Regions from separate parts of the Triticum aestivum genome. Here region 1 is linked to region 2. Evidence: chromatin contacts called from public Hi-C data. All regions are on one chromosome and are shown on one strand. The core of a region is the stretch at or near the end of the contact, and the rest is flanking DNA. Distances in the headings are between cores, read along the strand shown. Region 1 holds the start of LOC123095821. Region 2 holds the start of LOC123095819 (mitogen-activated protein kinase kinase kinase 1).

The links. A called contact is a pair of places that touch in the nucleus more often than the background predicts.
Region 1: a Hi-C map of leaf shows a contact between it and region 2, with 5 times the contacts expected there. The contact joins the promoter of LOC123095821 here to the promoter of LOC123095819 in region 2. A contact is called at or near these places in 3 of 5 Hi-C or Micro-C datasets (leaf and an unstated tissue) and 1 of 1 datasets of contacts at active chromatin or transcription factors (leaf).

Annotation. Positions count from the first base shown.
Region 1 is chr4D:17,205,472-17,210,948 of IWGSC CS RefSeq v2.1, forward strand. It overlaps LOC123095821, which reads left to right and starts at 2,644. Exons shown (of 4, transcript XM_044517388.1): 1 at 2,644-3,105; 2 at 3,840-4,110; 3 at 4,246-4,416. The coding sequence starts at 2,831.
Region 2 is chr4D:17,072,298-17,078,383 of IWGSC CS RefSeq v2.1, forward strand. It overlaps LOC123095819 (mitogen-activated protein kinase kinase kinase 1), which reads right to left and starts at 4,235. Exons shown (of 9, transcript XM_044517385.1): 1 at 2,730-4,235; 2 at 1,805-1,889; 3 at 1,648-1,710; 4 at 1,357-1,514. The coding sequence starts at 3,901.

The sequences.
Region 1 (5,477 bases), core at 1,394-3,893, 130 kb after region 2:
GGAACGCACATGTTGATCTTTGCTTAACTAATTGCTTATGACATAGAAGTAATTTCTATATTAGGAAAGAAGTAGTTAGTTTATTTTTATTTTCTTTCTTTGTGAACTTGCGAGTGCATATACTTGTGTCGATGATAAAAGGGAATTCAACCCAAATACGGTTTAGAGGCACGGCACACTCAAGCACAACAACCATATACATGTACAACTCTGCATTACCCTCTGCGGCGAGTTCTCTCTTTGCTAGCTAATGGGCGAAAGAAGCAACTCAATCCACAATACAAGGAAAATGGAAAATAAAGGCAACATGCAGTGAAGAAAATCACGAATTCTTCTACAATTTTCCCGACGCCACTGATTCCAAGTAAATGTGCCCATTGCACCTAGTGTGCAATGGCTTTTCATTCTATTCAAATTTGCCCCCGTACGATACTAGAGCTCGAATGAATATTTGGGCAAGCGAATATCTTGTAGCATGCCAATGTGTAGCTTAGATAGAAAAGTTGGAAGGGAACTCATGGGAGGTATATGGTTTTATATGAGGACTATCCTGAGTAGGCAGATAGTGTATAAATTAAGTTCACGTGCTCACCACAAACTTAAAAGAATCAACATGGGTTGGTCCCCAAGTGGACAAGTTCACAAAGTAGCTGGAAATGAATTTGCTTTTCTTAAGATGTCCATATACAACGATACATGAAACCGGATGTTGAATTGATAGATTGGTTGTGTTAGTGTGGTAGAGAAGTTCCTCACTCATGTATTGTTGATGTTAGAAACACATTCTCATATATTGCGATGGACACAAGGTGAAAACCTAAAAAGAGGGTAGGACGATAGTACAAAACAGAAAAGGGTACTACTTGGTAGAAAAAGTAAATCAGACTAACCATGACACTCGGATATTTTATATCAAACTAGCAAACCCCGGTTATCAACTCGTCCTTTTGCACATGCTATAGCAATACACGATCCTGCTAAATTTCAATACCAATATACTTACTAATGTTGAACTCTTTTGTTCAAATCCATTTAGGACACATTTGATTTGAGCTGTTTCATTGCAAGAACAATACTGATGGCGACTTTGTGAGTGCATACCCTCTTTATTTCCACGTTTGGGTACCATTAGGCACTAATCTAAATACATGAAAAAACTAATCTCGGTCCGTTCTTAAATAGTGTCATCATAGGGACAAATATATCATATACGCCTTTTAACCAAGTGCATTATCACTCCTAGTTCTGCATATACGTGTCCAAGGTAAAGTTCTCGTATCAGACAGTTTTCACTGCAAAACAATCTTAGATTCGTCTAAGCTAAGTTTTGTTGAAAATTTTGGCCTCACAGGCCACATGCTCTAGCCTCCTAGCAATGGTGGTTCAAATTTAAGCAATGTAGTGGTGTTAGTTGTGCATGTTTTTCAGATCAATCCATACCGGTGAATATTGTGGAATCAAAGGTCATTGTGTAGTTTTCGGATGACCAACCCAACAACCCTAGGCAAGTATTTTTTTTGAGACGTACAACCCTAGGCAAGTGATAGGAAAATGTTTGAAATCCACCGGATGATAATAGAGAAAGATAAACCTCGCGCGCTGCTTGACACGTGCCCTGGGCCCATCCACCGCTTTCCACCAACCGCGATCTTATCTCTTTTTGCTCTCTCTCTCTTCGCCACACGTTATTCCCCACCCCTCCTTTTCCCTTTCCCCATCTCTGTTCGTCAGAGAGATGCTCCCATGGCGATGCAACAACAACAACTCCATGGAGGCAAACCAGGAGGAGCCACGACGCACCAACTGCTGCATCTCGCGGCTTACTGAAGGGCGGCGAAGCCCCGCGCGCCACCAGCCGCGGTGCTGCAACCCCATGGAGGCGACGCAACACGCAGGGGAGAAGCCGCTGCTCGCCGGCGGAACTCGGTGCTTGCGATGCAGCTGCTCGCCGGCGGATCCCGTGCTTGCGATGCAGCTACTCACTGGTGAATCCCAGCGTTGCAAGCCGGATGGGGGCGCCATGGTGCACGGGGTTGTTGGCGCTGCGATGCAATGCTCATCAGCGGCCGTCGACGCTGCGATGCAGCTACTCGTCGACGGCTCTTGATGTTGTGCAAGCCGGATGGGGGCGTGGCGGTGCAGGGTAATTGTTGCTGCGGTGCAACGCTCATCACTGGCTGCCGGTGGTGCTATGCGGGGGCTGCAATGGAGCTTCGCCGGAGCTGTCGATGCTGCGTTGGAGTTCCGGCGAGGCTGCAATGGAGCTCGCTGGAGTTGCAATGAAGCTTCGCCGGAGCCGTCGGTGTTGCGTTGAAGCCCACCGGGGCTGCAATGGAGTTCGTCGGACATTACCAGTACTGCGTTGGAGCTCGCAGGATGTGCAATGCCGCTGCGTTGACGCTGCCACGCTCGCTGCTTCCATCCAACGGCCACTAACACACTGATCTGACGGCTAGCCAGGCGGATGATCTAAGAAATCATCCGGCTGATTTGTAGCAAGCCCCCAAGTGATATCTCACCCGTGGCAGACACGGTTGGTGCCTTTGATGGCAACAGTATATCCTACTACCACGGACACCGGCCCGGCCCTGGTAACTTGTGGGTTACCCGAGTCAAACCCAGGCCACCACAAGGACGGCGAAAAACCGAGCGGGGAAAAAAAGGGCACAGAACACAACGCACGGCACCGTCACCGCTTGTCGCCGTCCAACCTCCTCCCCCATGAGGCCGGCCCCGAGGCGCCCCGCCTCCGCCTCCGCCTCCTCGCCCCAGCAGCACTAGCAGCCGACGATCCGCCCCGCCCGCGCGCACCACGCCGGCCGCCGCCGCCATGCTCTTCGCGCGCCGCGACATCGAGGCCGCGGGCGCCGGCGCCGGCGCCGGCCAGGACGGCTCGCCGGCCGCCAAGAAGGGCAAGCCGGAGTCCGCCGCGGCCTCGGCCGCCGTGGCACGCCCCACGCTGACGCGGACCGAGGCGCTCGCGGCCGCCGCCGTGCTCGCGCTCTTCGTCGCCGGGATCTTCTGCATCTTCCTCGCCGCGCCCCGCCGCGAGTTCGGCCAGATCCTCCGCCTCCCGCGCAGCCTCGCCGACGTGCGCCTCCTCAAGTAGGGCTCACTCTTCCCCTCCCACGCTTGCCGGCCCCGCTGTGTCTTCTGGATCGCGGATATTTTCGTGACTGCGGAATGTAGTTTGAATCTTACTACACGCGAAGTGAGGTTTCGATTTGATCTAGTGAGTTCCGGTTTCGATTGGGATTTTTGATTTGTCGCGGTAGGTAAGCTGTGCTCGTGCACACATTCTAATCACAACAGACTGAAGCCATGCTCTACTCGATGCAAGCACGAGACAATCAGGAAATAAACAGCAAGGTGTGTACTAGTTTCGCAGTAGAAGAGAGGAAATATTAGTTCATCCGAAGAGACGACAAGAGAATATTCTTTTCCTGGTTGCTGTCAAGTTCCGTGCGAAACAATATTCTGAACTTCACTGTATTGTTGGTTTGCTTGATTCCAGACACTAGAATGCGCCGATGGATCCCCATTGTACTTACTCACCATATTCTAGTGCATTCACTTATGTTTCTAAGTACTACTGGTAGTATTCTTCTGCAAACAAGCCGAATGCATATGAAGGGTTTTCTTTACTCATAGCATTATCAGGATCGAATCATTAAGATACACTTCATGATTGTTTTTTACAGGCAGTACTAAATACATGAGCCCTTCCTTTTATGATTTTGTAGCAATTTTATGTATGCATTATTTATGTGTTATGATAACAGTGAATACATTTTAGAATACTGAATTCGTATACTGACATTCCTTTCTGAAACTTGCAGGGACAACCTTGCTGTGTATGCAAGTGAGCATCAGGCAAATTTTGTGCTGGGGTATTGCTCCATATACATCTTCATGCAAACATTTATGATCCCAGGGACAATATTTATGTCTTTACTTGCTGGAGCGCTTTTTGGGGTGATTAAAGGGGGCATTTTGGTCGTCTTCACTGCCACAGCTGGGGCATCATCTTGCTATTTTCTCTCCAAGTTGATTGGCAGACCTTTGGTTTGCTGGTTGTGGCCTGAAAGACTGAGATATTTCCAGTCAGAGGTAATCTTCTGCTTTTAATAACAAACTGCTTACTGTATCTCCACTGGCAATCTTTTTCTTGAGATCTTTGCCCCAACTGATGAGAGCTTTCCTGTTCTTTATTTCATATAACTAATACTTTTGATTATCTTGCAGATTGCAAAGAGGAAAGACAAGCTGTTGAACTACATGCTTTTTCTGAGAATAACACCAACCCTGCCCAATACATTCATAAATATGGCGTCACCCATTGTCGACATACCTTTCCATATTTTCTTTGCTGCAACACTAATTGGACTCATCCCAGCATCTTATATTACTGTAAAGGTAAATATCAACGCATGCAGTGATCTTATATTTTGGCTCAGTTATGTCTGGAACAAAGCAATTACCTGAACCAGAATCCATGTTATATGTTCAAATGTCACATGAAAATGGACTAGAATCGCTTAAACTGTCGATGTCTGAGTATCATAACTTGTTTTGCGTTATAAACAATTTTCATTGTTCTTTTGCTGAAATATAACATGTTTTGGGGTCTGGATGCTCTTACATCTTTCTTTTGCTGATGTTTTGGGTAAATAAGTCAAAAATGGGTAGTTGGTTGCTGGTGCATCATATGCTGTCCGAAGTATACCGGTGTTATAGTACCTATGCTTAGAAAGGCACCGCATTTCATATTGCATTTCCACATAAAACAACTGCTTTGATTGATTCAATAATCTATCTTAAGTAATTTTGCATTGTTGAAGTTTGCTGGCTTCATAGATTCAGTAGAAGCTGCACGAGGAATGGCATCAACAAGGTGGTTTTGCTCAGAATAAGAAACATCAAGATTATAAAATGCAAGGAATATGGCAGAATATTGTTACACTGTCTATACAACCTCTTACCTAGTAGTACATAATTAGTGTGAGTCAGAATCAATGCATGAAACTATTTTAAAGCAGTATATTAATGACTAGTTAACATAGTTTGTTAGTGCTAAAAGGCTACCTTTGTTTCCTACCAGGAAACCACCTAAGCTTTACTAGCGGCAACTTTAGGTAACCAAGTTAGTGCCTGGATGGTTAGTGGAAGCATCTTTGATAGCCCTTTGCTTACAAGGATCAAGCCTCAGGTTTGGCTTCCTTTGTGTCTCCCCATGGCAGGATTTTTTTTTTCAGTGGTAGACGATATCAACCGATAGCAAGACGCAGGTGTTGACTTTGTCAATATTCAAACGCCGCGAGTATCCAGTTTTTATCTTGTGTTGAAGTATTTGAAATTTTCATAACAGATGCTACTTCCAGTCATTATCCTTGTGCATCGATCTGGCTGTGCATCGGGGAACAAACTTGTTTGCTTTTGGAAGCATATCTGAATGATGGCTTAATTTCCGGACAATG
Region 2 (6,086 bases), core at 2,985-5,484:
GTAGTATGAAGGTCCAGAAAAAGCTCATTTATTGGTCTAATCTTTGCTGAATAGGGTTAGGCAATTGTAGTGCACATGTGTGTGCGTATGCGCCTGCAGGCTTCAGGTGCTTAGGTATGTATGGTGAAACGCACTTGTGTATTTTTCAAAAATAATAAAGAACTTCATTTACGTAGAGGACAAAATTGGCATTTCAAGTGAGTTAAAGATGCAGGAAAAGAAATAAAGTGATCAAAATGCCAAATCGTAGAATTACGGGTGTTTAAAACGGCAAATTCTCTGAAATGTTAAAGTGGTGTATTATCAGTTTAGCCTTGTAGTAAATGGAAGCATCAAGAAATGACATATCCAATGCAAAACAGAAAGAGACAAAATGGGATGAAAAACAGACATCAAGCAGTCCCTGTATTTGACCAAGCCAGCAATGGTGCCTTTTCCAGGGTACCAGTCAGAGGGTCAAGTGTTTACTTGCTCTGATGTAGAGAATCCAAAATGATGATGGTGAGCGAATTACTTGCTCTGTTCCTAACAGGCTGTACCTCATCGATCATTGTTGTGTTCTTTGTTGACTTCACAATCCCAAACTACAGTACAGAGGATACCCATCTAAACCATGTAATGCACTGATTTTTTTTTAATAAATTATTAAAAAAATCGACTCCGCATCTCAACCTTCCACGTGACACAAAATGAACAAAAAGAAGGGAGAGCAAAAGAGCTTTATTTGCTTATGAACCAAAAGAACCCACTTAACCTCCAGTAGTCTATGCCTCTATGGTGGATGCCACCTTAAGAAGGTGGAGCAGGTACTAGCTTTTGGAAAGCGAACTTGCTCCCTATGTGCTATTCACATTATAAGTGCATGACGCATGAGATAAAAAACTCACTATTCAATACTAGAAAAGAGGTTCAAAGGACAAAATTTATTGGCTCATAAGCACTGATTATTTTCAAACTCCGCCTATGTCTTCTAGGCATAGCCGGTCCCAAGCCCGGGTAAAGGAGGAGGGTTGTGATAGGCTTGGCGAGCCAACGTAAAAACTAGCCAGTCCCATGGGTATGAAACCCATTTGGGCGAGAGTAGTACTAGGATGGATGACCTCCTGGGAAGTCCTCATGAAAGGGTTTCATATCTAAGGGTTGTGATAGGCTTGGCGAGCCAACGTAAAAACTAGCCAGTCCTATGGGTATGAAACCCATTTGGGCGAGAGTAGTACTAGGATGGTGACCTCCTGGGAAGTCCTCGTGAAAGGGTTTCATATCTAGCCTACCCCAACTTGTTTGGGACAAAAGGCTTAGTAAGTAAGTAAGCACTGATTATTTTCAAGATAAATCATAAGAGAAGCAACATTATACCTGTGGACCACATTCCTCTCATGGAGATAAACCAATCCATTGAGAATTTGCCTTGTGTACGCAGAGACTTGTGAATCTCGCAGTTTATACTTTTGATAGAGGGATGAAAGAGAACCTTGTGTAACAAGCTCAATAAAAATGTAGAGTTTTGATTCTTCCTGCATTTAATATTCGAACATCATTATACACAAATAAATCAATTTTTGTATGTGACATAAGGATTGCTTAAACAAAAAAATAATCTAGAATCGCAATGCATAACCTAGGAACATCAAAAGGAGTGTGGAATACCTTGTCAGTTCCATAATACTGGACTATATTTTCATGTTCAAACTGACTAAGGAGAGCGATTTCCTAAGAAACAAAAAAACATAAAATCAGACAATGAAAATTGAAGAGTATAGCTTTAGAAGATGTACTCTGAGACAAATCAAGAGCAATAGTTAACCTGTTCAAGTGAAAGAATAGATTGCTGTGCATTGCTTCCTTGGTCAAGCAAAGATACTTCCTTAACAGCAAAGAACGCACCTTCACTGCAGAAATATTTGATAACAGACAGCATTGAAATATATTAAATGTTTATCAAATGGTACAGCTGAAACAAGTACACTTGGTCACTCCTCAGATAAAGGCATAAAGCAATCAGTAATCACTCTACTAGATCCCAGTCTGTGCAGATTATTGTGAGCTTTATGACATATGAATAATCATGGTCAGAACATGTACAGAAGCATGCCATCAGCAAATCAACATTTGTTGTACCAGACATGTTACTACGGCAGATGGCGGTAACACATCCAGACTGCAGTGATCTGCTGCCTCGCCTGGTTGCCCTAAATTAAAGAAATGGGCTTGATTGCACAACTCACTGTTCCTACCCGCAGAATATAGCAAGGTGTGTACATAATAAGTTTTGAAGGGCCAAAGTTAAGTGCATTCCATACTATATTCTAAATACACCATGTTCAAGTGTGTGAGGATTTTTTTTACGAAATTCAGCGACCAGTGTGTATCAGATCTGTTCTGAGCACCTCCACCCCAAACTAACACACACATACTTGCCCAAATAGATGTTTGATAACCTATCTGTAGAATGATATAGTGATGTGTACTTGTAAACTCTAGTACATGCTAAATGGTGTGGTGCTGCCCCTGTTATAGGGGCGGACGACGGCACAATGCGGCTGTTTGGACTAACTGAGCTTATCTGTAGATAAACTAACCATAACACAAGGTGAATAACAGGTTTACTTTCAAGTTATGCCTAAATTAGACAGAAGAGCCCAGTACCTCCTTGGACCGTTTATAGAAGTTAAAAACATATAAGGTGCATGAATGAACAATAAAATGCCAATAATAACATTGCTACTTACTCACTGATCCCCTCGTACACCATCCCGAATGAGCCACTTCCCAGAAGTGCACCACGCATCCATGACTTGATGTTCCGCTTGAACTTGCCATTCGGCGAGATGACGAACACGGCCTCTGTATTCGTGCTAGATGCATCATCATCATTTGTTGTCGACAATGAGGATGTCCCGGTGAACCCTTCAAAGGTCTCCCCTACCCTCCACCCTTTAAGCTCCCCCTCAAGCCCTGTCAATCCTTCATCGTTCTCCTCAGGATTATCCTCCTCTGTGTCTGACATGCGAGATGTTTCAACATGTCCATAGGCCATTCTCAGTTCACTATTCTCCTCCGTGGGAGCGAACGAGTTCACAATGTCCCAGGCCGATCCGCTCATGATCTCAGCCACAGACGACTGCCTCGCCGGAGGCGGTGCGAGCCCCGTGATCGGTGGAGGCGGGGAGAGCACTGGCGGCCGGACGCCCCGGATCCCGACCTCACCGCCGCCCCTTCTCGGCGAGAGAAGTGACAAGGCCACGATGGGCGCCGCAACAGCAACCACACGGGTAGCTTTGGGGGATTCCTCCGGCGGCGCGATGATGGGTTCCTCCACCGAGTCAGTGGCAGTGGCGGTGGATGCGGAGGAGTGGATGGACTCCTCGGGAATGGGGTCGGGGAAGGAGTGAGGCGCGGGCCACGGGGCCTCGGGGGCGGAGACGGTGCGGACGACGGGGGCGGGCTCGTCCACGGGAGGAGCCGACGAGTCCGGGTCCGGGCGGGGGCGGGCGAGGAGGTCGGAGCTGGAGCGCGCCTTGCGGGCCTCCCAGGCGGCGACGGGGATGGCGAAGTCCTCCGGGCCCGACAGCCCCAGGCTGCGGCAGAGCTCGTCGACCTCCCCCTCCGCGCTGCCGTTGATGCGGAAGTCCGCGCCGCCGCCCCTGGCCACGAGGTCGAGCGAGCGCGTCGGCCGCGTCCCCGGCGAGCGCTCCGACGACGAGGTCGACCACGAGGCGGACACGGACGTCGTCGCCGCCGCCGCCGCCGCCGCCCCCGCCTCGTAGTCGATGTGCTTCGCCGCGTTGCGCCGCTCCAGCCGCGGGCTGCGTCCGCGGCTCCCGCTCCCGCTCCCACTCCCACTCCCGCTGCCGCGGCCGCTCCCCCCGCCGCCGCTGCGGCGGCTGCTGCCGGAGTCCATGGCGGCGGCGTCCCCGCCGACGCCGCGGCGGCCGGAGGAGGAGGCGGGCGAGGACTACTTGCTACGGGCCCACGAGAACATCTGGATCCATATGCCGGACCGAGGCTGCTGCGCGGCGCCGAATTTGAGGCCCCGCGCCGCAGGATTTGGGGATTGGGGGGCTCCCGTCGCCGTCGGCCTCGGCGGCTTGCGGCTGCTTGCGGGGGAGGAGGAGGTGGCGTGCGCGCTCGCTGGCGCGCGGTGGGTAAATAATTTCCGACGCGGCCGGTCCCGCGGGTTCAATGCCAGGTGGGCCTGCGCCGTCGAGGGGCCCGCGGGCAGTCGCGTCGAGGTCGGGACGTCGGGCCTGCCGTGGTCTCTTTGGGGAAGGGGACGTCGGGGTGGCTGGACGCGGGTTGACTGCGACGACCGGCGGTGGATTGGCCCGCGGTTACAAGGACGGGCGGACGGGGTCGATGCGGCTTACGGGTGGGTCCCACCAGTCAGCGGGAGACGCGAGCGGTGAAAACGTTGGCGTGGACGTGCGGCCAGTGCCCAGTGGTGTGAAAGCGCGCCGTCGCCGGTCCGTCCACCGGCTGTCAACGGCAGTGGCGCGCGCGCGGCGCACGGCGGTGGCCGGCGGCGCAGGCAACAGAAATACAGAATTCAAGGCCATCTGGGTCGGGCATCTGGGGACTATGGTACAGTAATTGCAAGCAAGTGGTGGTCATTTGTAGTAGTACAAGTTGCAAACCAAAACACAAAAGGCGAATCTCGATGGACGTTGCCACCTTTCTTAGAGAAAGAAAAAAATCGTGCTGCTTTTACAGTCTCAGTCTTGACAACTACTTCTACTTGACGAGCACTCCTCGATCGGAAATGTTGATTGCTGGATGGAGAAACGGTGTGAGATTATTTCTGTCTGGAAGAAGAATGTTGCGCCATTCGGGTGGATTGGTTTGATTAGCAGCTTTAGCGCTGGCCTCCCGCGTGAGACAGATCGGCTGAGCTTTACTAACTTTCTCCGGCGGCGTCCGGCCGTGTCTACGTGTGCGTGTGGCTCATGTGCTTCCAGCTCGACGGCGACCCGTGGAAGTGGAAGTGGAAGTGGGAGCGCCGAGTGTGGATGACGCGGCTGGATGGCGGGATGCCGCGATGGTCACGGGCGTGCTGCCTGCATACGTACGTACAGCTCGGGGTTGTTTTTGTTATTTTCCTTTTTTTTTCCCGAACGGTCGGCTTCTTCTGGTCCTGGCGGCTAAGCAGCATCGCGCCACCACGTGGCGAGTTATTCCTGCTTGCATTGAACTGAACAAGTTGTCCTACTTGGTGTACCGTAGGAGATTGCGGCGAAAGCAAACCGTAGGAGGAGGAGCCTCCTACGGTCCTACAAGAAAGCGTCGCAGAGGATCACAGTGAACTCGAAAGAATTCCTGAGGCACCAAATGCACTTAAGGGCATCTCTAGCCGATTCTCTATAAGTTAACAGAGTAAAACCCTTAGTGGAGTATATATACTTCAATGATTTTTTGCCGTTTCTAACAGATCCCCTAAACTTAACATGGTGAACTTTAATTTGATCAAAGTCAAAGCAATTTGGTGCCTGGTGTACCACAGGAGACTGCGGCGAAAGCAAACCATAGGAGGCTCCTCCTCCTACAAGAGAGCGTCGCAAAGGATCACAGTGAACTCGGAAGAATCCGTGGGGCGCCAAATGCACTCTAAAGGCTTCCCTAATGCACCTCCATAATAATTGGGCTATCATATGGCAAAAGAATATGTGTGCACACAACGGGCGCATACCATTGCCCGACCCGTTACACTTCCTCGCTTTCGTACTCGGAGACAAACTACCCAAAAGAAGCCGCCAAAGAAATTTTCTAACATTTAGAGGGGCATGATGGTTGCGTGCATCACGATGATGCAAAAGCCAGAGGTTTCAACCTTCTTTAAAAAAAATTAGGGGGGGCTCGGGATTTCGCGGCTTCCTCCATCCACGGAGGCCCGGATTGAAGACCAACCTTTGGTGCAACGACCATCAGGAAAATATTCCTAGTGTGGCGAGCGATCAAGATATAGACTTCGCGACACCTCGGAGATGGATCCGGGAACTATTGCCAAGAGGGCACGTCATGCGTTTGTCTCGTCCATCCTGAATGACATATGCAATGGGATATTCGATAGGATTTTTTATAATGTTCATGAC